Linked DNA regions of Mus musculus: regions 1, 2 and 3 are each linked to region 4. The links are chromatin contacts, called in public Hi-C and promoter capture Hi-C maps. All regions are on one chromosome and are shown on one strand. Each heading gives the region's core, a stretch centred on a gene start, on an enhancer-like site or on the middle of the called end of the contact. The rest is flanking DNA. Distances are from core to core; before and after follow the strand shown.

Region 1 (6,876 bases), core at 1,416-3,915, 400 kb before region 4:
GGTAACTCCAGCTGTGTCAAGTTGACACAAAACTAGCCAGTACAGACAGTTATATTGAAGAAAGCTAAAGGGAGATAAAAAGTGAAATTTTTATGCTTGGCTCAAAGTGGTATCCTGATATCAGCAGAGTGTGGTGAGTTATGTATAAATAACATAATGCAACTATTGATACACTTTTGGGTCCTCTACCCATTGGAGGGGTACCCTGACTTCAATACTCAGCTACTCCACTCAACTTCTTTTCTTTTTAAAAAATTAATTATTTTATTTGCTTACATATCAAATGTTGTCTCCCTCCCAGTCTCCCCTCCATGAAGCCTTCAACCCATTAATCTCACCTTTGCCTCTAAGTGGGTGTTCCTCCACCTACCCACCCACTCCTGCCTTACCCTCTAGCATCCCCCTTCTCTGGGGGCATCAAGCCTCCACAGGACCAAATGCCTCCCCTCCCACTGATGCCAGATAAGTCAGTCCTCTGCTACATATGTAGCTGGAGCCCACGTATACTCTTTGGTGGTTTAGTCATTGGGAGTTAGTTGATATGGTTCTTCGTATGGGGTTGTTATCCCCTTCAGTTCCTTCAGTCCTTCTCCTAACTTACTCTACTCAGCTTTAAAAAGCCAGAAAAATCAGCATTCCACGTTCTTAAATGGGAGTCAAGGTCAGAGAGGAGAAGGCTGAGAACAGGACATAGCTGCCAGACAGGCAGTTAGCGTAGGGACCCAAAAGCAGCACTGTCAGAAACATCCTTGGGTCTCTAGTCAGCAATGCAGCCAGGAACTCTTTATCTTCTGGATGAGCAACCTGTCCAAATATTGCACGTGAGGTTGGGGACTAGAATAGCAGTCTAGTCACCAAATTTGTCTATTGAAAAGGTTTGGACTAAATTTTTAAGTTTTCATGGCAATCCAGGTTGTATCTTCTCCAACTTTGGGCCATTTTCTAAATGATTTTAGAATCCCCCCCCCCCCAGCACTCATGTGTTACAATAGCATTAGAGTTTTATTTTAAACTATAGGGCTCCTAGAGCTTTTTAGCTTCTTTTTATGAGGCTAGAGCACAAGTAGCAATACTTTTTCAGTGGTCCAGAATCACCCCAGTAGCTATAAGACATCAGGGCCAAAAGCAGCTTGAGGAGAAAGGGCTTTCTATTTCGCTTACAATTCTCAAGTCATACCCCATCAGTGAGGGAAGCCATGGCAGGAACTCAAGGCAGAAGCCTGAAGACAGACACTGGTACAAGGGCTTGAAGCAGTGCCGCTTACTGGCTTGCTCTTTCATGGCTTGCTCAGCCTGATTTCCTATATCGTCCAGAATCACCTGTCTGGGTTGGCACTGCCTACCCAGATCCGGGCTCTCCCACATTAGTCTTTAACCAAGAAAATACTCCCCAGACTTGCCTATAGGCATTTTCTCAAATGTGGTTTCCTCTTCTCTTGTGCTAAGCTGATAAGAAACTCTGCCTTGTACTAAGATGTTTAAACAAAACAAAAACAAAACAAAACAACTAACTAGAACATCACAGACTAGACAAACTTCTTGATGCTTCCCATAATTAAAGTGCAAACTATAGCCATACAGAAACCAGTCCATGTTTCTTCATAGCAGTTTTATAGCCCAAAGCTGGAGACACCCCAACTGTTTTACAAGGAAGGAATAGTGAAATAAACTAGTATATGTCAGCAATACACCCCACAACTTGGACAGATTGACAATACACTTCACAACCTGGTTAGATTTACAAAACATCTCACAACCTGGATAGGTTTACAGCATATTGTGTCAAGGTGGAGGAGATCACATACACACAAAGTATATAGATTCTGATTCTGTTTATATTATTATACTCTTGACAGATGTGCAGAGACTGCTAGAGGTTAGAGGTCATGAACGGAGGAGCGCGGTCATGGTCATGAAAATGTCCCAGAGTGAGATCTGGGCGGTGATGGAGTTTTGTATCTTGATTTTGTTACACACACACACACACACACACTCTCTCTCTCTCTCTCTCTCTCTCTCTCTCTCTCTCTCTATCTATGTCAATTTTTAGGTTTGTACTTTGTCATACACAGTTATGACAAAACGGAGAAAGTCAGAGTATGCCTGGAACCCTCTTTTTATGACTGCAACTTCTCTTCTGTAATTATTATTTCAAAGCTGAAAAGACTTGAACTCCACTTTGCCATGGGTAGTTGTGGCCCATACATGATTTTACAAGAGGAGAACCAAGAGGCTTTCCAAACCTCAACAACAGTTTTTGTTTTAGTATCATCAACCTGGGCTGGGGCATGGCTTTGGGTGGTTCCAGCAAGGCAGGGCACTCCTTGTTAGGTGCTTTGCTGCAGGAGGCGGCTCTCCAGGGGCTGGGAAGTGCGCGGAGGGGCGGGGTTCAGCTCCACTAAGGTCCAGAAAACTGGACACTGAGCCTCGCGTGGCGCTGCGAGGTTTCTGAGGACCGCAGCGCCTGGCTGGGAACTTTCTTAGAACTGCAAACAGTTTGGCGGCTCTGACTTTGCTCTGGTCACTGCTAGACTCTCTCGCGCCGCTCGCACGGCACGGCAGGGCACGGCACGGCACGGCACGGCGGCACGGCTTCTGGCTTCTCTCCTATACCTCCCGGTCCTCGACTGCCCCACGCGCGGACGAGACGCCTCCCGAGCCCGGCATGTCGTGGAACTTGACCGCGGAGCAGCTCTCGGCGCTGCTTCGGCTGCACAACCTGACGCGCGCTCAGTTCATCGCGCACTATGGGCTGCGGCCACTGGTGCTCACCCCGCAGCTTCCCGCGCGCGCCAGGCTGGCCCTCCTGCTGGTCGGCATGCTCATCTTTGCCCTGGCGCTCTTCGGCAACGCCCTGGTAGTCTATGTGGTGACCCGCAGCAAGGCCATGCGCACCGTCACCAACATCTTCATCTGCTCCCTGGCACTCAGCGACCTGCTCATCGTCTTCTTCTGCATCCCGGTCACCATGCTCCAGAACGTCTCGGACACCTGGCTGGGGGGTAAGGAGGTCCCCGCTAGGCATTTTCCTTTCTGGTCGCCTTTTGTTTTCTCCATCAAGAGAACCCCTGAATTTTTGGAACTTCTCAGCAGGGCTTACTTGCTGAGGGGGCGTTTGTTTCTTTGTTTTATTTTCTGCTTGGGGCCAGCATCCCTCCTTGTCCCATAGATATATTGATTGTGGTAAGATTTAAGTACAGTCCACAGCAGCATGATTCTTCATTCATTTCAGCCCCTCACCGTAATTACATGCTGTTCCCCCACACGCTGTTTAAAATAAACCATTGCAATTTTAGAATAATCTTTCAAATAATAAAACATTTCAAAGGTCATTTTTTTTTCTCTTCTTTCCCCCAACTTCCAGGTTTCCTTCCCAGTTATATATGTGGCTTCCAGACAAGGTTTTGCATGTATTAACTAATAACACACAGACTTAAAACCTTTCACAACAAGTAGACACTGAGCAAAAATGTGTTGGTTTAGTAATATTAAGTAAACATGTCCCCTCTTCATTTCTAAAGGACAGGTGAAATTGCTCTTCATTAGAACAAGGGGTAGGACTGGCAAAGAAATCAGAGACTGGAGGCAATGAGAGAGGCAGTGGGTGGAACAGAAGAAAGGTGGACGCTGGGTTCCAGGGGCCTCGAGATCACTGATAATGATCTCCCACTGCTTCCAGGGCAACTTAGGCAGGAAATAGCAATTCTACCCCTGCTTTCTAGAGTGCTGTATCCTGTGGGTACATTGAAATTCTTAGAAAGTGGTTGTAAATGCATGAGAAATGGATCATTATGCCTTCTTACCCTGCCATTTCTGTCCCTAAGGCTAATTTATTTAAACTACTGGAGGCTCTTTCATCACTCCTTACCTCCTACCACTAGGGGATTACCAGCGAATACCTTCAGTGTTGCGGTTTTTCATGAACTTGAGTTGCATTAATTGTTGGGGATAAGGATAGTAAATTGCTGTCATTTCATCTGATATATTTCCTAAAAAAAAAAAAATCCATCAAATATTGAGTACATAGGTTTGGCTTGAAAGTGACCCAGGGTATATAGATCACTGTAAATAGATTATAGGTTAGAAATGTTTTATCTTCTCTGATAAAATAATTGCATTTGGGCATTCTAGATTTACCTGAGACAGCTAAGTTCATCAATGGAGGGTTTTGGATTATCAAATATTACATTTTTGAGGAGAAGTCATAGAGTTACTACTACTTTTCCTGTATGTACTTAGAAACATATTTGCTCTGCTGAGGTGGTTACATCATCACTGTGACACTGACCACAAGAATTGAGGTTCTCTGCTGGCTATGGAAAGACCAGGTTCACTACTTTGCTCTAACGTGGGGCTAGTTGAACATGTCTGGGCCCCGATTTTTAAATACCATGTTACAATTTGGAGAACTTTGCAAGAAGGAGTGAGACAGACCTTCTGTTCCAAGTCAGGTTAAGGGACGATACTCAGGAAGGTCACAGATCTTCCCTGAGAGGGGAGTCTGAGGAGTCTCTCAAGCTTTCTGCTTCCCCCCCCCCCCCACTCTGGGAAAGATGTGTCACTGTAGCTTCCAACTATTCACTGAGGGTCATATGTTATTCTTATATTTTATGGAGATGGTGTAAAAATAAAGTGTGTCTGAAAAAGTAGTTTGTAAAACATGATTATCCCCAGTTCAGTAGAACACACGTCTAATTCCAGGACTGAGATGGGTAGAGAGGCAGAAGAATTTTATGTTTCTGGCCAGCCTGGGCAGCAGGTGAAGCTGTCTCAAAACCCAGAAATAAGCCAAAAAAGTTGTCGTATCATGGAAGTACAAGGTATTAGAAGTACTATAGATAGCCTCTTCTTACTTATCTAGGACAAGACTTATGGAATAAATAATATTCCATATATTGAGTGACCAACAACAAAACTTTAGAGGAGGAGAAATGGACTACAGAGGGACTGGCTAAGGATACGAAAGAGAAGTAACTTGTATGTTATAGGTTAGGAGAGTATTGCAGAACTTCTTTGATAAATTAACACAGGTTAACCCAAATTAATGAGACCTAAAAACTAATTCTTAATTTATTCATTTGATAAAATGATTAAGAATCTGCTATATGGCAAAGGATTTTTCCTTGCGATTATAAAAACAAATAAGCTTATATAGTCCCTTGCAGGGCCTCGGAGAATAGAATGGAGTCCAAGTGAGCCAGGACAGTAGTTAATATTTAGAAAAAGATTCAGTTTGCTCTCGGACCATAGGGGAGTTGGGAAAGCTTTCTGAGGCTATGTTGTTTGAACTGTGTCTTGAAGGATGATTCAGATCGTTTTCCACAGAGGAGAATGGGTTCATCCACAGTTTGGAGAGAGAAAGGTCTGATGTTTTAAGAGCACTGTATAAGGTGTCTCAGAAATACACAGCTGGTACGTGGGAATTGGTAGGAAATAAGAAAAGAAAGCTACTGTAATGGGGAGAAAAAATGTTACATAAAAGTGTAAAATATAAATACCTCTGAGATGCCTCCAGGCATAAGGTGGGCCAGACAATGGCAGGAGGGAGGCTGCCTCCTAGATGGGCAATGTAGCTTACTCCAGAGCTGTGGGCAAGGCTGTCACATTTTCTGGTGTGGCCACTATTTCCAAATTATTTCCCCTTTCTTTTCCTAAGAGAAACCATGAACACATTTTTACAAACGATACTGGCATCTAACTCAGATGTAAAGAGTGAGATACAATTGCGTAAAATAAAGCAGCTGTCTAGCCTTGGTCACACATAGCCTATAAGCTCTACATGCATGCATTCTCTCAACTAAACAGTGTTGACAGTGGTGGTCTGTGGATGACTGCCTTTCCTTCTAGTTTACTTCTCTCCTGTCCTAGTTTGCTTTCCATTGCTGGGATAAAACACTAACCAAAAGCAACTCGGAGAGGAAAGGGTTTATCTGTCTTACATATCCGGGTCTCTGTCTACCATAAAGAGGAGTTGGGTCAAGAACTCAAGGCCAGAGCTTGGAGGAAGGAACTGAAGCAGTGGGCAGAGAGAAACACTGTTTCTTCCTTGTAGGGTTGCCCTTTCTACTTGCTTATACAACCTAAGAACATCTTTGCAGGGGTGGCACAGCCCCCAATGGGTTGAGCCCTCAAATAGTCTTTAATCAAGAAAATGCCCTGTAGATTGCCAGCAGGCAGTCTGTTAGAAGCATTTTTCTTTGTTATTAGACGCGTTCTCACGACCGGCCAGGAAGAACACCACAGACCAGAATCTTCTGCGGCAAAGCTTTATTTCTTACATCTTCAGGAGCCAGGGTGCAGGAAGCAAGAGAGCAAGAAGCAAGAGAGAAGAGAAAACGAAACCCCGTCCCTCTTAAGGAGCATTCTCCTTCGCCTCGGACGTGTCACTCCCTGATTGGCTGCAGCCCATCGGCCGAGTTGACGTCACGGGGAAGGCAGAGCACAAGTAGTCATAAGATACCCTTGGCACATGCGCAGATTATTTGTTTACCACTTAGAACACAGCTGTCAGCGCCATCTTGTAACGGCGAATGTGGGCGCGGCTCCCAACATCTCCCCCTATCCTTTTAATAAGAGCAAATAGGCCACCCATATTAATGAGAGTGGAGATAGAGGTCAAATCCCCAGTGTGTAGGTAAAGGAGCCATGTACAGGATTAGCTCTTAGGCTCACAGGCTTTTACCCAGAGCAACCCTGACCTGCTCCCGTGTCGTTTTGCCTGGGGGAAGGGAACTAGGACACTGAACCTTCATGAAAGATGACATGTCTCCCTAGAATAGGCTCATATATGCCGCAGAGCCTTTCCATTGCAGTGCTTAGCCTTGCAACTCTCTCGGGCTGCTGAAGCACACTCACTCTATCCCGTGCAATGAGTCT
Region 2 (7,168 bases), core at 3,928-6,427, 490 kb after region 4:
AATGTCTTTTGAAGTATGGAAAAGGGAAAAAATTCTTTTTGTCATTGAAATATACATAGCAAATACACTGAATGCAAAGAGACTCAATGATCCCAGAGGGAAAGACAAACCAAAACAAGGTATTAAAAGTCAGTTGAAATCAGACTAGATGCCACTGGAACAAGATAATTTGCTCTATAAGTAACCACAAAATGCTGAGTCCATAAATGGAAATTATCCCTGTGGTTAAAAGAAACCACACAAAAGGAGAAACTGAACTTCTCTTTGAAGATGGAATAAGATTTAGATGAAGAGAGCAACAGAAGAAACCGAGAAGCCACAAATAGTTGAAAAGCCACTGTGTTAGCTGTGACCACTGTGAGAGCTTGGAAGACTGCACATTTATTCCTCACATGATAAGACAAGCCTTAAGTTTCCATCCCGTGTTCCCCATGATCAAGACAATTTTCTTCCACGGCACTGAAAACCATCAGAAGTTAGCCATAAGAAGGAAGAATGGTGTGTTTAAGTATACATCCTTTTCTGGAAAGCTTGCAACATGGAATTCTTTCCTTTGCATAATCCTACCAAAGGAAATTCAATTCTAAAATAATTCAGATCTGTTTTACTTTTCTACACATACCAAAGACCCACAATTTGTTCTCTCCCAAAGCAAAAGAAAGCTTATTCAACAAAGGAAAACATCAACAAATCCAAGCTTTATGCAGATGTAATTCAAGTAGGGATTTAGACTCCCTCCCAAGCAGGCAACATAGGTCATGTGGTTCTGGCTTTAGAGTTCAGAAGGATACTAGAGTAAAACAGTTGTGGCATCTCCCTCTATAGTTAAGGAAAGTTCCTGTGGCAAGGGAGTCCCTGCATGGAGGCCCAGAGGTGCTGTTGTGTTAAGCTGTGAATATGAAACCTGGATTGTGCTGGGGACCCGAACATGCTGGAGAAGCCAGAGCTATGGGATACCTGCCAAACAGACCTTCAGATGAAGCCAGCCCAAGAGAGAATTGTGTTGCCTGCAACAAAGCTGGAAGGGAAGAGGTATCTTTGGTCCAGTATTTCCTCATTATCCCCAGTCCTCCCTTTTGGAATGGTAATGCATACTCTGTGCCATTGTATCTTGGAAGTATATAATTTGCTTTTGCTATTTTACAGAGGGTTATAATTAAGAGATTTCTTTGAGTATCAAAAGAAATCTGGACTTTTAAAACTATGCTGAAACTGTGAATGACTATGGGTTTTTGAAATTGAATTAAATACATTTTGCTTTATGATATGGCCAGGAGCCTATATGGGCCAGGGAATGGAATGTGGTGGTTTGAGTGAAAATGGCCATCACAGTCTCATATATGTTAATGATTGGACTGAAGTTGGTGGCACAATTTGAGATAGATTAACAGGTCTGGCCTTAGTGAAGGTGTGTAGGTTTTGAAGTTTCAAAAGTCTCTGTCACTCCCTTGCCCCTTGTCTCCTCCCTCTCTCTCTCCCTCCCTCCCTCTTCATCCCTCCAGTCCCCCTCTCTCTGGGCCTCATAGTTGTTGTCATCTCAACATATAAACTCTCAGCTACTGCTTCAGCACCATGACTGAATCCCTGCTTCCATGCTCCCTGTCATGATGGTCAGACTCCACTACCTTCTAGAATCAAAAGCCCAAACTAAGGGCTTTCTTTTATAAGTTGCCTTCATCATGGTGTTTTGTCACAGCAATAGAAAAATAACCAAGGCTACATCCTTAGATATTACTTGGTTCATTCTCCTGTTTCATCAATGAGTAGAGCAATGATGAAAACAATTTTAACAGTTTGGAAAGCTTGTTAAAGTAGACTCCTTATAAGATATGTTTATGAATATCTAATAAGCTTAGGATTAATGATGCTTTCAGTCTTAATTTTAAACTCTAAGTAATTTGCAGAGATGATGGAAGTTTCATGGTGGTAATTTATGAAGATTAATAAGTTGATCCCAGGGAATAGCCCCCTCTGCTTTTGGTACAATTATAATCTGAGTAGTCAGTCCCATGCCCCTCTGGAATAATGTCTGTATTTTAAGACATCTAGTTTAGGGTAGATCTAAGTTCTTCCAGTGTGGTTTCAGTGTAGCTGAGGTGTACTGTTTCTCTAGAACAAGTGGAAGGTGTCTCTTCAGTTTCTACCTACCTGTTGGTAGAATGTATCAGTGATGGCAGGGATAGCATTGGCCGTTTGCTGCACAGAGTGAGAACAGGGTGCTGAAGAAGGCAAATGCATTGCATATTAAAGGCCGTTGGTGGTTTAAGGGGGGGTCACATTTTCTCCAGACTACACACCATACCTTTAGAAGACAGGTGCATATTGTTGTTCGACCTATAGGGTTGCAGACTCCTTTAGCTCCTTGGGTACTTTCTCTAGCTCCTCCCTTGGGGGTATGTATCAGAAGATGGCCTAGTCGGCCATCATTGCAAAGAGAGCCCCATTGGTCTGGCAAACTTTATATGCCTCAGTACAGGGGAACGCCAGGGCCAAGAAGTGGGAGTGGGTGGGTAGGGGAGTCGGGGGGAGGGTATGGGGGACTTTTGGGATAGCATTGGAAATGTAAATGAAGGAAATACCTAATTAATAAAGAAAAGAAGATAGATGGATGGCTCTGAATCTTGTTCAACCATTACCTCATTTGTACACATGCTCCAACTAACACTTTTACCTGACTATCTTTATAACCAATTTTTTATCACATTCCAAAATTGGTTTCACAATGCACTTACTAAAAAACTGATCTTTGGAATGACAAGATGTCTCAATGGGTAAAGGCATTTGCTTCCAAGCCTAATGACCTGATTTTGATATCAGAGACCAATATAACAGAAGGAAAGAACCACCCACAAATTGTACTTATGCATGTGCATGTATATATACACACAAATAAATAAATAATAATAATAATAATAATAATAATAATAATAATAAAATAGGAAGCATATCTTTCTTCTGGCAAAATCTTTGCGTCCTGAAAATAGCTGCCACACCATCTTCCACGTTAACATCTGAGTCTAGAATGTACACATATATGTTAAAGCCTACAGGAGATGAAGAAACAACTAGCACTGTGGATCCCTTCCTTCCTGCTTTTCTGTTATATATTTTTGTATGAGACACTGATCTTAGAGTGTGCTTTACCTCTGAAATATATCACCAACTCATTTTCAATTTTTTAACTTAGAAGCAGAGTCTCTTTAAATTGTTCAGGCTTGCCTTGAACTTGCTTTGAACCCAGATGGCATTTGAATTTGCATCCTCCAGCCTTAGTTTGACAGAAATTGTATTTCTCTCCCGCCTTAGCCTTCCAAGTAGCTGAGATCATGTATGTCTGCACCACCAGGTCTGGCTAACATTCTGGAATTAGTCTCATAATTTTTCTGATTCCACTGAGACCTAAGTATGGGAAATAACTTTCGTTTTATCAAATTTTAAGCCAATGAATGCTATTTTCATTCTATTATACAAGTCTGAGGTTAAACACTGAAAATAAAATAAACAGCTTTTCTACATTGTTTATTGAAAGAATTGCCATGCATTCAATGCTTAGAAATGTATGTCTTTAAAAGTTAGAATCTATTGAAACTGTACTATACATCAGTGTCACATTTACCCTCTGCACATGGGTAAGAATACATTTGTCACAACTTCACTTCTTCAATAAAGAAAAACCACTTCAAATTACCAGGAAAAAAATTAACTCAGTTGACATCCATTTTTTCAGAGATAGAATTATTCTTGTTGATTGCTTTGGTAAGAGTTCCTGTGCTCGCACCCAGCAACCCTGATCCTTTTCTGCATAGTTTATCTCTTTCACATGATCTCTCTGTCCCAGCCTAGTTTCACCATGACCATTTGGGTCTTTGAAGACTCTGCTTAAATTTTCTGGTTTCTTCTGCAGAGTGGTCCCCCACTTGGGGTTTTGTCTCCTAACTGCTGAAGGAGGATGGTGTGGTGTGGATGAGGAACAGTGCTACAGCAGAGTGATATCAGCAGCAATGAAGGCTCCTTGACTCTGCTGCTTCTAAGAAACCTTCTTCTAGACAAGAATAAACTTGTTTGTATATTTGTTCATTCAAATTACAGCTGGTTATTTAGGGGAGCAAATAATGCATATGGGGTGAGAAAACTTATAGGAGTCAATTCTCACCTTCTACTTTGTGGATCCCACGGATAGAACTCAGTTTGCTAAGCAGAGCAAACTTTATCTGCAGAGCCATTTTGACAGCCCAATTATCTGTATATCAAAAAATTTTTAGATGTGTATAATTCTGAGTTTTTAGTAAACTGTTATAATAAATAATAATTCATATTCTTCCTTCTGGTACCTTGTAATAGAGTCAAGATAGGTCAGAGTACTGAGAGGATTCTGGGTGAAACCCAAGTATCACCAGTACTGAGAGAACTGAGTAAGTATACAGTCTTAGTCCACTCTCAGCTTAACTTGATCATCCACCAAGGCAAAAGTATGTTCTTGGTTTTATTTTATGCTGCATTAAAAACCTCAAAACATTTCAGTTTGAGTTTTCAAATTGATCAATCTAAATTTCTAAGATTGCTTGATGTTATGCAATTTTCCTTTATATTTTGTGTCTTGATCATTTTAAAAAATCTAACATAATAAAGGTTTATGAATCAAGACCAATGTATGTATTTCTATACTGACAAAGCAAAAGCATAAGTTGTACAAAGATCTGGAGAGATACAGTTGAGGACAAGAAAAGCCACAACAGCACACTGTTCATTTACTTCATGCTATTTTCTCTGCGTCCTTGAGTTGGGAAAGAAAATGTACACAGAGAAATAAATCGAAGCAAGGAAGATAAAAGGCAAGGAGGTGTTTATTTTTCCCAAATCTCAATGTTGCAGAATTTGCATTATGGCTAGACTAAGTTCTTCCATATAAAACTGGACCATGTTTGAAGAAGAATTAAGATGCTGCAGGAATAAAACTACAACACTGTGATTAGATTGTCAAATACAAGAGACAAACTGAGAGGCAGTTACAGGCTCATTCTAAACATGGTTGGAATGGGACAAACATATGCTTTTCTGACTTATGATACTTCAGGGTTTCATCAGCCTGCTCTGTCCTCACCATCGGAACTATGTGTGCCCAGCATTAACACAGTCTTTCCCTAACGTATTCAGCCTCAAACCTCCCCAACTTCATCTACAATAAACAGCACACGTGTAATTTTGTTAAAGTCTATTCAGAAGAAAATTGTAAATGGGTGTGGGATAGACAGCAGCTGTTTCACATTAGCAGTGGGAAAAGCTTATTCATATTTTCAGTGTTAGAAAGTCTGAATGGCCACATTATTTGTCTCAACATTACAGAACACTTTGGGGAATTTTTACTAGTACCTTAAATGTTATAGAATACATATGTTATGCTTGAATGTGAAAAGTGAGTTTAACCCTCTACAAGCTCACAGTTCTCTAAACAGCAGCAAAAAAAATCTTTTGAATTTCAATTATTTCAATATAAGACTTGAAAGTTAAGAAATTTGGATTTCTGTTACCCTAAACCATTCTGACTTAATTCACATGGGTCGAAAGGAATATTCATTAAAAAGGGTTTTGTCTGTGTGTGCATAAGTGTGTATCTGTTTTTGTATATGTTTCATGTGTTTTATCATTGACCTCTTTCTTGTTTATTTCCTTGCTTTGGTCTATTTTGAATTTATTTATTTATTTATTTATTTATTTATTTATTTATTTATTTATTTATTTATTTATGAAGCCTAATATTTAATAATGTTAGAGAGAAAGAAAGGGTGTGGATTAAGTGTGTGGGAAGATGGGGAGGATCTGTGAGGACTTGGAGAATAGAAATCATGATCCGAATATATTGTATAAAATAATCTATTTTCAATTTTAAAAAAGAATAAAACAGGACTTGGGCTTTTTCTCTTGCTGAGATGGTATAAGTGATACCAAAATACAATATTCCTAGGGTGATAGGTGGGCAGAAGTCAGTCAGAGGCCTGCCCACTGGGCATCACTACCGTGTATAAGTATGTGGTGGAGAGATAGGAGACAAAGAGAAGTGGAACCATTTATGCAGCATGAAGAGAGGCAGAACTGGAGATCCAACAGCAGTGAGGAAGAGCCTGTTCTGCCCCCTGAGGACATGATTCTGTTTGGGGCCATGCTGCCACCAAGCTATTTTTTTTTTAACTGATTTTCTAAAACCTGTCTTTTAATGGCTTGTCAAAAAAAAAAATCCAGTTCCAATTTATCTATCCTTGGATTTTTTTTAAGTGCACATTAGAATGACTTCCAATCATTTATCTCCAAACGTAAAACAAAACAAAACAAAACAAAACAATACCCACAAACACTTGGCATTGGTTTAAGCATTCACATTAGGACCTTTTCTGTCTTTGTTTGTTTGTTTGTTTGTTTGTTTTCCTGAAATGCTCAAGAGCTAGACTTTGTCACAGGAATTCAACAATGATCAGAAATGCTACAGCATGTTATATGATAAATGCTACATATGTCTCTAAACCAGATGTGGACTTCATTTCGAGCAGTGAAGAAGATAAGAGCAAAAATGGTAATGGATAGTCTGGAAAGCACTCTGAAGGATACTTGAGTTTGCCTTTTACTTCAGGTATGTTACAAACACTTGTGGGATCTATAAAGGATTTATAAATTTTAAATCTCATTTTGATGATTATACAAAAATGAATGTTTTATAAAAGAAAAAAGCTGTAGAGGTTGCTTAGTAGTCTTTCACAATAGTCAGGGGATGTGATGGTATCGTAGATAAAGACAGCAAAAGTGGAAGAGGTTTGAAGTATGTGGACATAAGCCACATACATTAAATTAAAATTATCCCATATCCACATTGGATAAGTTATAAAGATATTAGGAGAGACATCAAGCATGACTTAAATGTATATTTGGGGGGAAATTCTATATCTAAATAAATCTACCCACACAAAAGGTTTTCAAAATTATGGTAGCTCTCACGGTCGTGATCAAGAAGGGATCTTAGATAAGCTTTGAGCAGTTGCTGCAAGCTACTTCCTTTGGACTTAGCAGTTCAGAAACTTGATTCAAAATAACAACACAAAATTTTACATTCATCAATCACATGTCACTAGCAAAGATAAATCTTACCCAATAGTTTCACAGAAATCTGTACAATTCAGTC
Region 3 (6,560 bases), core at 1,121-3,620, 260 kb before region 4:
TTCCCCTTCACAGCAGACATCACTCGGTTTCATGCTTCTGCACCTCGCCTTTTACCACACAACACATTCCATGTTTCCCTTGCTCTTGATGCTCGGTCTCTTCCATTTCATCTTATGCTCTACCGTGGCATGGCATGGCATGGCATGGCATGACATTGGGCTTTGTTACTTCTGGTCTCACCAAGAATGACACCTTGCACATAGGAGGCACTTGCTGGGTATTAGTTGAGGAAATGAATAACAACAAAGTAGATATTCTTATCTGAGTACAGAACCATCCCTACACGCCAGTTACTACTTTCCACAGGTGATTTTTAAAGACAGTTTTTCTCTCACCTACTTGTTTTAATATTCATGTTTTAAGTATTAAACCTAAACGTATGTGAGGGGGAAAATACTACTGGAAGCTAAATTCTCCAGAAAATTAAATGTGCATAAAAGCTTAAAAACATATAATATTTGAAAAGGATTTAGGGAGAGGTTACTCTTGGAGGATTTAAAAGTCAGGGTGAATTTTTTTGAAATATGAATAGGTAAGTATAAACTTACTTTTAAAAGTTGATGCCAGAGAACAAATTTTCCTTTCTTGTTACTTACCTGCTGTGCGCCATTTAGATTTGAGAAAAAGTAGTGACCTTAAGTTAAGAGTGGCTTTGCTTCCCATGAGATCTCCTTCACATAATGATGATTAGCAAGTTCTGAGAAAATCAAAGCGACATTCAACAGTCTCTTATTAACCTTTATTACATGTCTTTCTTATTGTGTATTTATTAACCTTAAAAGGATGTGTCTGGCCTGCCACTGCTCTGCTAAAGGTTTTCTATTCCCCCTCCCCAACCACACATATACATATGTACACACACACACACACACACACACACACACACACACACACAAGTATACACATATACAGAATATAGAGGAAGTTCAGTGTTAATGGGAAAAGTCTAGTAAAATACCATTTGCATCCTAGCAGACAGAGTATCTTATGTAACAGTAACATACACACACACACACACACACACACACACACACACACACACTCACACACACACGGCCTGTACTTTGCTTTCAAAGTGAAATTTCAAGGTGAATTAAATCACTGTGATTTTGAAATGTGTTTTTTACAAAAAAAAAAAATCTTCAACAGAGGATGACGATAATATAAGGCTAACCTCAGAGGACAGGTGTTCTAGTTTAACGATGATGCTGAGCATCTCAGAAGCTGAATTGGTTCCATAGAGATTCAGAGATGCTGATGCTGAGAAGGAACACCTAGGGAAGATGCCAAGTAAACAGGAAGGGGAACATCTGCAGGTAGCCCTTATTACTACACCTGATACATCTCATCCCTGTCTGCCAAGCACAGGCCCTCCAGCTCAACATACTTGGAGAGGATTTGAAACTACACGTACTGCACTGCCATTCACGTTTTTGTGCCAACCTTGGCTTATTCTCCTCTCTTCTTCACTCTCTGAAAAGATCTTGCCAGAGCCCTGATATAGCCATGAGTACCTTGTGAATACACAGTCTTTTCCACATGCACATAAATGTGAATGCACACACACTCTTGTATCCTAACAGATTCTTATGAACCACACTTGAAACTGCATTTACATATGGTATTTCTATAGATAGAAATACCAGTAAACCTGTTTGAAACTGTAAACTAGGAACTAAATAATTAAATGCTAAACTAATACTGAATTTTAAATATACAAGTTTCTAATACCAAATCATTGAAGTACTATGACTATAATGACAAAAAAATGATAGATTATAAATTGTTTTAGAATGTTATATGAAATTATTTTTCTGGTATTTCAATTTCCCTTATCTTACAAATATTGTTGATATTTCCATTCCTACTTTTCCTTTGATTATTCCTCCAGTTTCAAAGAGATTGTAGAAATTGGTGTTATACTAAGTGTATTATGAAGTACAAGTTTTGATCATATGACTTATGAAAGGGTTGGGGGACATCTGAATGAAGGTTTTCAAGAATGTCTGTTTTATAGAAGGTTCTGAATTCATGAGTTGGTGATTCTGCTTTGTGTCACTGGCTCACACTAAGGGAACCACATCCAGAATGAATGTGGATGAAGTTCAAGGGGCACAGGATGCCTTGTCACTTGGAAACATTCTCAAATGCTTTTAATGTCTTTGTACAGCCACCAGTTTTGAGACTATTAAGGCACAAACCTTTAAGGGGGATTTAATAAAATAATCATCAAAATTCTGTTTCTCCTGGAAGTGTTGAATCCAGAGGTTAAGTGAAAGCACTTCATCTGGAAAGTACCACGGGGAAGTGGACGAAAAGAACCGAAAGCAATCTGTACAATGGGAAAAGTTCGCCCAGGAGAAATCTTACGAATGCTTACTACAGAAGTCTTTAAACTATGAGTCATGGGTCATGATCAGTCAAGTATTGCTCTTCAGCTTTCAGTAACCATGAAAGTAGTTTTTTACCCTACCAGTGGTGATAGCTAGAAAAGATAAACTCCCACGCAGAGAGGCAGTGGGAGTGCTGGGAGGTGGTTACGGGCTGTGTGGGGAGTTGTAGGCTGCTGGGATACTTCACAGTCCCTGGCCGGACCAACTGCTCAGGGTAGTTTCTTATTCACTGTGTTCCTGCCTCCCTTAAATTTGCCCCATACTTTCAAAAGCCAGCCTTGCTTGTGAAATGAAAACTTTGGCGATTCTATCAACTTGTACCAGTACAGGAGATAAAGTATAAATCACTCATACATTTTTAGTATTCAGAATGCATGGCTATGTTTAAATATATTGTTGGGTTGTTCCATTTAAAATAAAGGTGCCATCATTCAATATAATAAATTCAGCATTTCACTGGAAACTCCCTAAGATTTTGGGTCACAGTGTCCACAGCTATTGCCAAGAGAATATGACCTATATTTCATTGTTAGTTGAAGACTGTGTCTCAGACACTGTGTCTTAGACAACAATGTACTCCTCAACTAAATAAAGCACCAAAAAGAAATTGTTACTTTGAGTTTCTTCTTAAAGATAAGCAAATTCACCTTCAGACAGACAGACAGACAGACACACACACACACACACACACACACACACACACTCATTGATTTAAAACCAAATAATTCCAAACTTTCAACATATGGCATGTATTTTCTTTCTCTGTATATAAATATGTACACTCATGTAGGAAGGTAAAATAAATAAATAAATAAATAAATAAATGAATACATGAAAGAAGGAAAGAAAGAAAGAAAGAAAGAAAGAAAGAAAGAAAGAAAGAAAGAAAGGAAAGAGAGTCCCAGCCCTTCCCACTTATTTTTCTGATTTCATGGACACCAAAAACTTAGCTACAAATCTGACCCCGGGTACCATGTAGCTTTGAGATGTTGGGAGGCCACAGCATCATCTGCCTTTTCTGTTTTTTTTTTTTTTTTTTTTGTTTGTTTGTTTTCTGTTATTCCTCATTTGTACAGGGTAATTAGACTTAGGGCAATGCTGTTTTCCAAGCTCAATAATTCATCAGCACAACATGAGTAGACTTCCTACTTACCCACAGCTTTGGCACAAGCCTCTTTGGCCTTCATTTCTAGAATGTAGCTTCTTTCAATACATCACTAAAGTCATTTCTGAGAACTCAGTAGAATTGTACCACATGTTTCCACCTCCCTTAAGACAGGGGCCTTGGGTATTGAGAGGCTGGCAGACTTGCCCTGCAGCAGAGACGAAGTTGGATTTCACAAAGCTGTGGTCTGGGAACATCAGACCTCCAGGGTGACTCCCTTCCTGGTGGCAAAAACAAGGTAGTCTTTCTGCAGCAAAACAAACCAAGCTATAATTTTCATGAAGAGTTCCTAAAGAGTTAGAATTCACAGAGGCATGGCTTAGAAGGCAGCATACATATGTTTCTCAAAGTTTGGAATGGTCGGTGATATCTCTGAGTGATCTGCTCTTGAGGTCAGCTCAATGCCTACTTCCCTGCCACACGTTAGAATTCAAGTTCTTTCTGCTTGTGCATGTTGACAAAGTACATGATGGACTCTTATTGCTTTGTTTGTGTTGGTCTCAGTTTGCATGATCACCCTACAAGAACAGCAATAATCTTGGAAGAGGAGGAAAATAAACTTCCCAAATTGTCCAAAGAGCTTAAAAAGCTCTTTTGGCTGAAGTCACAAAGGCAGGGTGAAATGCAAGACTCCCAGCCTTCTAGATGCGATTAGGAGTCCATGTAACGAGTCTGGCCTTGCGCAGAGTAATAACCCCAGAGGCATACAGTGAAACACCTAATGGTTCTTGAGGCAGCCATCAGGGGTAGCAAGGAATGAGCCACCCAAGGGATAACAGCCACTCACGTCTTATTTTGAGTTTGTTTTGGTTTGAGGAAAGTTTATTGTTGTTTTGAGATAGGTCTCACTCTATATATTGTGGGGACCTTGAACTTTCAAGGATCCTCCAATCTTGAAACTACAGGCATAATCCACCATGTACAGCTACAGTCTGTGTTCTGGACAGACTGGAGGAACCCTCAACTCTGAGCAGGCCCTCCTAGGCAACTCGGAAGATCTACTAAGTTGGCCCTTAGGCTGCTAGCAGGCTAATCCTGTGTGCTCTGATTCCTCTAGGATCAGAGGGATGTTCCCTGATCTGCTTCTCCTTGCAGCAAGGACTCCAGTAGGCACTCATATTGTCCTCCCAGGACGCACATGGTCAGTAAAAGAGAGAATGTTGAATTGTGCATGGTATTTCTGGTACCCAATTACTTGTTACATTCATTAAGTAACAGAACATGGCTAGTCTGACAACAGCTATTGTGTAAATGAATAGAGAAAGGATGCCTCGAATTTCTGAACTGGTCGCCATATTTAAAAACAAAAGAGAAGGTACTTCTTCATTTCTCTATGTTCTATGCTTTGGGACTGTGTATATTTTATATTGTTCTTATGATTAACATTGATAATTTAAAAGTTAAAGAAAGAATATATTTTAGGTCTTTGGCTACTCCTGATTCTCTGCAACCCTACCATTATTTACAAAATAGAGGAAAAAAGTTTTGCATTGAATATTTCATAAATATCAAATATTCTTATACAATAATAAAATATACAATCACAGTTTCCCCAAGACCTATTTACTGTATTATTCATGTGTGTAACTCTTTAATTGTTCTGGGCATTGAACACTAGGTTTTTGATACTCTAGCTTCATATTTGAAGAAGTTTAAATCCTATGAGTAAAATTATATCAGAGCAAAACCAAGGAATAGTAGCACAATGTAAGAGTTATATTTGGAAGTTCTTCCCCTCAGTTATAAAAGGTCATGAAAACAGACCATCAGGGTTCCAGAGAGATGGACGAGCAGTTAAGAGCACCCACAGGTATTCTAGTAGACCCTGGCTTAGGCCCCAGCATCAAAATGGGAGCTCCTACACTCATCTGTTACCACAGTTCCAGGTGTGTTACCCTCTTCTGGCTTCTGTGGGTACAGCATGCATATGAAGCACATATGTACATGCAGGCAAACACTCATACATAAAATAAAAATAGATAAATCTGTCAAAAAACTACGTAAAATAAAAATAAATAAATATTTTAAAAAGAACACTCAGCTTAAAAAGAACAGAATATTGATTTTACAGCATAATACTAAGCTACATAAACACATGTCATGTGATATTTGCAATACAAACTGATAGGCTATTTGGCCTAGAGGGATAGGCATGCACAGTCTATGCCAATCTCATTTTCAGAAAAAGCAACAGAGACAACCAGTTTTTAAACAGACCTACTATATAGTGAATTGGTTAGATCATTTGCCACTAAGAGTGGTTTTAATTGGTTTAAATTAAACTTCTATAAATAGACATTTTTCTTGGTGTATAAAATACTTCCAACATAAACTTTAATATTATTTTATGAGTTTCAAAGTGCTGGAGGCAAATTTTTACATTTACAGTATAATTTTTGAGTCCTTTGGGATAAAACATTGAAGCCCTCTTCTAACTTCTGCTTGGTAAATAGCTTTACTTCAAAATATCCATAAACCTATCCATAAGCCATCTGTAAACTTCTAAGGTTCCTGTCTATTCCCCAGTGCATGACCTTCACAATAGTTTGGAATTAAGATCTGAAGATCAAGGAAATGAGGGTCACAGACAATAGGTGGAACTCAAAGCTTAACATCAGGAATCATTGTCCTCTTTTTATTTTTCAACTGAAAACAAAACATGTTATAAGAAAAGTATTTCTTCAAGTGGGGCATAGAAAGATTCCAGGACCTACTATTCATTCTATGAATGGAAACTGTAGACATCATTCAATGATGGAATTTAATGGATTTAATTTGTATTTCGTCCAAATCCCTGATCTCTACGTTAATACTCTCTGGGTGGTGAACAAAAAGGAAGAATGATCAAAGGCAAAGTTGATGTTGAAAACAGTCAGGGCTCTTGGAATTGAGTGAGGAAATACATCCATGAGCCCTGCAAACAGGAAAGGATATGATGGTGAGGGCAAAAGTCACAGGTGCTGAGTGCCAGAACTCTCCAGGGTCTGATCTGCGCCATCAA
Region 4 (6,717 bases), core at 1,887-4,386:
ATGAGTGAAAAGATACTTTGAAGCTTTCACATAGGAATACTCTGTATTTGCACCATTTCCATTCCCCACTCCCTTTAACTTCTTCATCTTCATCCAGTGTGTATATATATTCATTCATATATATGTGTGTGTGTGTGTGTGTGTGTGTGTGTGTGTGTGTGTGTAAAATTAGAGTTGACCCATTTGTGCGTGTTTATAGTTTCAGTCTTGTCACTAAAAACCAATAACAACAAAAGGAATAAAAGCAAAAACTACTTTCCAAGGGTGCCTTTCAAGTCTACATCGACACCCCCAGAGTGATAGTTAACATTATCTTTGCTGTTCATTGTTGAACCAATAAAGTCTGTGAACCCTAAAAAATCTCAACAAACCCCCCAAAATTAAAGGTGGTTCTACTCCTCATAGCAACACTGATTACCCATGGCTCTTCATTTAGCTGTGGAACTTGTGGTGAGTTACTTGGTGTAGTTTTTGTTTGTCTTGTGCAGACATCCATATTATTGAGAGGTCATGGGAGAAAAATCCTTGTCCTGTCCTGAAGAAACTACGACAAAGTAGTTGTTCTGTACCTTAGGACTCTTCAATCTATTTAGTCCCTCTTCTGTCTGAGTGTTAGGTATAGGAGTTATAAATATCTCACTTGGAATTTTGCATCCAATGGTCATTTATTCTCTGCATTTTGACAAGCTATGGATCTCTCTGATACTCTCTATCTGCTGCAAAAAGAAGCTTCTTTTATAAGATGTGGTAGCTGAACATACCCATGGGTATAAGGTTGAGTATTTCGCAGACTGCAGTTGGAAACCACCTTACTTTAGAAATGTGGTAGTAGTAGGCTTTCCTCTAGGGCTTGATATCTCAGGCATGATTTCTCTCCAATTCAGTGGATTTTAGGTTTAATTAGGTAGCTGTTGGTTGTACCTATAATACAAGTGCCACTTTTGCATCTTGATAATATCTTGTTGGTAGCACCATTGCTTCAGCCCATAAGCTTTCAGACAGTAGGAAAATTGAAACTTTTTCTCTGTTGGCAAGTTGGTCTTGCCTCTGCATTACGTAACCAGTGAGATATTACTATATTATATCTACGTGGCTTGAGATGGTTCTGGAAAACTGCATACTTCTTCAGAATTATCTGTTTTGTGGTTTGAATATACAATAAACCCCATCCTTTCATAACTGGAGTACTTTCTCTGAAAATGGGGTGCTCTTTTGGGAAGCTCTGTAAATTCAGAAGCGGACACATGCTGGGGGTAGTAGGCCTTGGGGGGGGTAGGTTCTTGTTGGTTGTATTAGTCCATGTTGCCTATTGTCTTGCTGTTTCCAGAACTACCATTATGTGAACTGATTGAATCTACAGGACCTTCTCACCATAACTCACCAAACTGAACCTGTGAGCCAAAACAGATCTGACAGTTGTATCAGTCATGTTTGAGTCAATACAGTTGGGTAAGGTAAGTTCTTTTAAAAGAACTCAGAGCTCAAGTCACTCTTTGGTTTTATAGTGGAAAAGGGGAAATCGGTGTAAGAACATTAGTCCTGCCTTGTTGGTTAATTACAAATACTTTCACGTTCCATCACTTCTGCAGGTTTTGAATTTATAAGTGAACTGTAGGTATAAACAGGACACATATCTGCTCAGTTTTATCTTATAGATCCTTCTGCAGAAAGCAGTGCTTTATCTTTTGTTGAACACAGTTGAATGAATTGACTTGGACAACTGACCACAGTATAACCATCTTAGTGTTTATCCTGATGTGTTATCTAGCTTGGAAAGGAAACACTGGAGACACGCAACAAAGAGAGGCAAGATATATTTGGTTTCATGGGCTGAGAGGTTTCGTGGCTCCATCACTTTCATGTCTCATGGCAACACAGAGGCACGTTGATGTAAAGGTAGAGAAAAGCTGCTCACCTTGGCATCCAGGAATCAGAGAAAGATGAAGAGGGACCTTAATGTCCTTTAAGAGAATGCTCATTTAATGACTTACGTTGTCCTATCAGGCTCTATCTTTTAAGTTCTACCAGCTTCCAATAGTAGCACTGGATAATGAATATGTCTATGGATGAATCCATTGACTAGGCTAGAACATTCCTTATACAATCACTTCCCAAAAGTATTCAACACATGAGTTTTGGCGAGACATTACCAAGGACTACATTACAGTCCTTTTAACAGCTACTCTGCTTTCTACTCTGATTTCTATTTTCTGTGATAAAACATTCTGGCCAAAAGGAACTTGGGGAGGAAAGGACTTTTTGGGGGAGAGGACAGGGCAAGAGGCGTATGTTTCCCATCTTGGTCCATCATTGAAAAATGTCAGGGCCAAGAGCTCAAGGCAGGAACTTGGAAGCAGGAGCCAGAACAAAACACTGCTTGCTCCCTATGGCTTGCTCAGCTTGCCTTTTTAAAAGACAACCTAGGACCATGTGACCCAGGGATGTCACCATCTACAATGTGCTAGACCCTCCCATTCCAATCTTTAATCCAGAAAAATGATCCACAGACTTCCTACAGAGCAATCTGATGGGGACATTTTCTCAATTTAAATTCCAGCTTCCCAGAGGGCTCAAGCTTGTGTCAAGTTAACAAAAAAAACCTAACCAGGATAACTGGTCTATTAAGGACTGGTAACCCAGTCTTGTTGAATGGAATGCAAGGCCCGGGGTCTGACTTGAACAAATCTGGTAAGAGGACTTGGTAGTCACAAGCCTTGGAAAGTAATAATCACTTTCCAGAAGGCTCCTCACCATATTACTTAAATACTTATATCCAATTCTCATCTTGAAATAGAGCAGACTCCTTGGCCTCTCCTTAGTTCAACCCTGGAACACTCATCCAGTAAGACTCAAAGGTTTCCCAGACTTTCTGGGTTGGTCTCGGCTGTGGTTAGCAAAAGGCTGTTTTGGAAATGCCAAGGCCTATTTCATTCTGCATCTGAGGAGATGCGGGAACCTCTGCCGAACGCAGAGATGGTGAGGAGGGTCGATGTGGCTACAGGCTCATCCTCATCTCGGAGCTGGAAGCTCCATGGCCTGGGGTTTGAGGCTTCCAGCCGGCGCCACAAACTTTGGGCCAATCAGCGCGGCCCGGTGGCCTGGGCTCCCCACCGCTCCGGCCGCGCCTGCCCCGGCCGAGGAGGGGCCTGGCCGCGGGGAGCCGAGGAGGGAGGTGGGGATTCTGGGAGCCGAGCTCATTTCCTCCTCCCGGCCGCCCCAGGCCCGCACCCCATCTCCACGTGCGGCGCCTCCGGAGCGCGGCCGAGCCACGGAGGATGCTGGGCATGTACGTACCAGACAGGTTCGCCCTGAAGTCGTCCCGGGTCCAGGACGGGATGGGGCTCTACACGGCCCGCCGCGTGCGCAAGGTGGGTGAGCGGCCCGCTCAGGCCGCGCCACGTCCCAGGGCCTGCGGGGAGAACGGGCCTGTAGGGAGCGGGTGTCTGGTTGTCTTTCGCGGCTGTGGCGAGAGGCTCCCATGGGCTGCAGTCTCCCCCAGCCCAGCGCCGGACGGCTCCTGAATTCTGAACAGTTGGCAGCCTGGTCATACCCCTCACTGCTTGTGCAGATGGGCCCTGGCAGCTTGCAGCCCAGTGCAGGCCCGGGAGCCACAGAAGCAGGCCTTCCCGACATTGCCATCCTGGGGGTGGTATCTGGATCTTCGGCCTATTTTCTTTGAGTTTTTGAATTTTATCCTGGCATTGGATCACCTTCCAGAACGGCACAGGCATGGGATCAAGTTAAGCGCAGGTTTCCCTGTCTGTGAGATGACCCACTATAGATGTTGGTTGTTCATTGGAGAGATGTAGAAGACAGGAAACCAGAGCGCTCCAAATCTTAAGTTATAACTTTAGAACATGGTGGCTTGAGCTATTGTGGGTTAGCAGACTTGAAATAGAGGAGTCAGGGCAGAGACATCTAGAGTAAGCAGATCCAAGGTTCACAGAGCAGGGCCAATGCTTGGTACTTTGTCCATATATATCATTTGACTTTACCCCTCAGTACTCTGGGGAACTGTCTTTTAGTTATCATTTAAGAGGTGAGCATAGGAATGCTGCAGTTAACCTGCCAAGTTAACGAATTAAGCTTCAAACCCATGGTTTCTGAAAGGAAAACATATGCTCTTTCTAGAACATTCTGTTATGGAACAACATGTTTATAAACCTTGCCCCTGACACGTTCCCGGCCTCTCCTCGCTGTTTTGATTTTGCCCTGTTAGCAGATACTTAGAAAAGCAGAGGTTCAGAGGGTAGTGTGTGAATGTAGCTCTGGGCTCACAACATGACCTACAAGAAGTTACCATAGGTCAAGTGGTCAAAACAAAACAAAACAACAACAAAAAACAACTCACATATTAAATGTAGACAAACAAAACACAGGAGTTAATACTTCATTCCATTTAGTGATGAGTTGGATAGATATTGCCACATGACGAAATGTCAAAATCAGCAGTCTTGCAAAGCCAAGTATCACCATCATCAAATGACTCCCATGTCCCATTGACATATGCTTCTGTTTAGGTCTTACAGCATGAAAAACCCCTAAATGGACTTTTCCTGAAGGTTTCTGGTGTAACTATAATTAAGAATAATTTTGTGCTCACGAATAGTAGGACACCAGACAGCTGTCCAAAAGTAAGAATTACTGCACAATCCTCCTTCTGCTTTACTCAGACCATTTTTTGGTAGTTGAGCAGGGCATTCTCTTTGACATTTTCATGTCCTTGTGTTGGGAGTACTCGTTGGTGTGGGCTGAAGCATCTTGAGCCATCCTACTGCAGCATTGGTAGGCATTCATCTTCTGCTGCTGATATCACTTAAACAAACCAACAGATTTTCATCCAGATAACATCTAGCATGATGACCACACACAATGTGGCTTACAGAAACCCAGCCTGTTTTTGACAGAGTTGTTATTCTAAGATATGCAATCACAAGCTCACGGAGAGCTTCCCTGATGCCTGTACGGCAGCTGTTTCCTCCCCTGTACTCCAAGGACAAAGCTGAAGCCTCCCAGGCTTGTGAGAAGAAGCTGAGTGTTCTTACACGCCTTACCTATGTCACCACATCTCATCTCTTAATTATTTCCCAAGTCACCCATGTACATATCTCCTGACTATATTTCAAGAGGTCTGAGATGACAACAGCTGTGATTGGAGCTATGTTAAGGACCTCAATTAAAAACTCCTCATGCTCTTCTAAGCAGATTGTGAGGTTTACCACTTTAGACCATGTGTTGCCAACAACAGATGTCATAGCATACTTTTATAGCAGGTGTGCTTATATAATTCATCTGTTTTACAAAGTGATTGAGATTCAAGTTCTTTGTTGATTTGAAAATTCAGACATTAGAATCCAGAATAGGCTTGGGGAAATCTTCCAAGAGCCCCAAGAAAATCCATACCTGTACTTTCTATAGGTTGTTTGAGGTACTTTTTCTGAAGGCACCCCTTATTTCTCTAGACCCACCCCTTTTGAAGCATTCCTTCAGTGGGGCTCTGCAACTGTATCTAGATAATCTGGACCATTGTATACAGAGCAATTTGAGTGACATTTCACCATGTCCTGGTCCTGTAAAGATGCACCCTTGCTCATCATGTACTGGTTATGCTTTACTTTGTTTGCAGGAATCACGGACACGTGATTGTTGAACACGGTAACAGTCCTGCATTAAAGCCTGGCTGTGCGCCTTTAGCAGGGGGAAGAGAAAGTGTGTTTTGGACCAAATGTAAGACAGACTAGGATTTAATAGGTTACAAATAATGACATTTTAAAGAGCATCACGGGTGATCTGTTCTACACATTGTCATGGTGTGGGTGGCCGCACCAGAGATTTATAGCTGCCTCTGAAGTTCCCATGCCTCCCCCACTATCAACTGTCAACTCCTTGTCTCTCAGACCAAGGAGACACTGCTCATGAAAAACGGTTAGTGAAAATAAGTTTAATGCCCAGTTTGTAAAAAATAGAAGAAAAATGTAAAGATAAGTTGAAAGTGTGAAGTTTGGAGGAAAATATATGATTAAAACAAAATAAACCAACCAGCCAAACAAACAAACAAACATGAAACCCAAAAGAGAAAAGCAGGCAGAGGAAAGATTACCATGTTAATACTGGAAGACCAGAATTTGTGTACTAATATGTTTTGCTGATTACTGTTGAAGGTGACCCCTCTAAATGGATTTTTATCTTAGGGCTGAAACTCTGCCAGTAGATGTTTATTACATTTTCTGGCGGCTGATGGTAAGTCACTAATCTGGAAATAGAATCACTGCAGTGACACTGTCCCCCTGTTTGTACAGTCAGGTGTCACCATGGGGACCCAGTGAGGCCTTATATTTCCTGCTGTGATGACAGACTTTTAGAGATACATCAAAGATGCATTTAAAACGATGTTTTCACTGAAACTTTGTATTTTGCTTCTGTGTTGATAACAGCTACCAATAATTAATTTGTTTATAATTTAATATAGCTTGGCTAATGAAACATTTATGAAGCTATTGCGATTGTTAGGAACTATCCGTGTTAGGAGACAGAGGGTGAATGCCAGATAGCGATTGTGCAGCTTTTCTCAGGTCTTACTGAAGCCATACAGCAAAAACCTGCTTCCTAGGTGACACAGAACTGATGCTAGGGCAAGGTCTATCCACACTAAGACGGTTCATCAGATTTGAACTCAGGTCATTCCATGAATTGGGCATCCTTCATGTAAAATTTGAA

What was found. Promoter capture Hi-C pulls out the DNA fragments that hold promoters and counts their contacts. A called contact is a pair of places that touch in the nucleus more often than the background predicts. Capture Hi-C pulls out chosen DNA fragments and counts their contacts.
Region 1: a promoter capture Hi-C map of adipose tissue shows a contact between it and region 4. The contact joins the promoter of Qrfprl here to the promoter of Prdm5 in region 4. A contact is called at or near these places in 1 of 484 Hi-C or Micro-C datasets (embryonic stem cells) and 2 of 9 other capture datasets (adipose tissue and liver).
Region 2: a contact with region 4 is called in a promoter capture Hi-C map of second pharyngeal arch cranial neural crest, with 2.9 times the contacts expected there. The contact joins the enhancer-like site here to the promoter of Prdm5 in region 4. A contact is called at or near these places in 6 of 39 promoter capture datasets (cranial neural crest, liver, maxillary cranial neural crest and 3 more), 1 of 115 datasets of contacts at active chromatin or transcription factors (astrocytes) and 2 of 9 other capture datasets (adipose tissue and liver).
Region 3: a contact with region 4 is called in a Hi-C map of uterus, with 2.1 times the contacts expected there. The contact joins the enhancer-like site here to the promoter of Prdm5 in region 4. A contact is called at or near these places in 2 of 484 Hi-C or Micro-C datasets (Th2 cells and uterus) and 1 of 9 other capture datasets (macrophages).

The regions. Positions count from the first base shown.
Region 1 is chr6:65,378,629-65,385,504 of GRCm38.p6, forward strand. Qrfprl (pyroglutamylated RFamide peptide receptor like) reads left to right here and starts at 2,666. Exons shown (of 6, transcript NM_175524.4): 1 at 2,666-3,002. The coding sequence starts at 2,666.
Region 2 is chr6:66,263,349-66,270,516 of GRCm38.p6, forward strand. It overlaps Gm36408 (a long non-coding RNA gene), which reads right to left. Exons shown (of 3, transcript XR_377737.1): 2 at 2,149-2,219. Among named protein-coding and RNA genes, the nearest start is that of Gm36408, 5.4 kb to the right of the region's middle. Within about 2 kb of position 5,178, at least 7 of the 459 cell types and tissues checked have an H3K27ac peak or open chromatin away from gene starts, as enhancers often do. A contact at or near this core is called in second pharyngeal arch cranial neural crest, where this site is marked.
Region 3 is chr6:65,514,496-65,521,055 of GRCm38.p6, forward strand. No RefSeq gene overlaps it. Among named protein-coding and RNA genes, the nearest start is that of Tnip3, 73 kb to the right of the region's middle. Within about 2 kb of position 2,371, at least 28 of the 459 cell types and tissues checked have an H3K27ac peak or open chromatin away from gene starts, as enhancers often do. A contact at or near this core is called in Th2 cells, macrophages and uterus, where this site is marked.
Region 4 is chr6:65,775,826-65,782,542 of GRCm38.p6, forward strand. Prdm5 (PR domain containing 5) reads left to right here and starts at 3,137. Exons shown (of 15, transcript NM_027547.2): 1 at 3,137-3,368. The coding sequence starts at 3,276.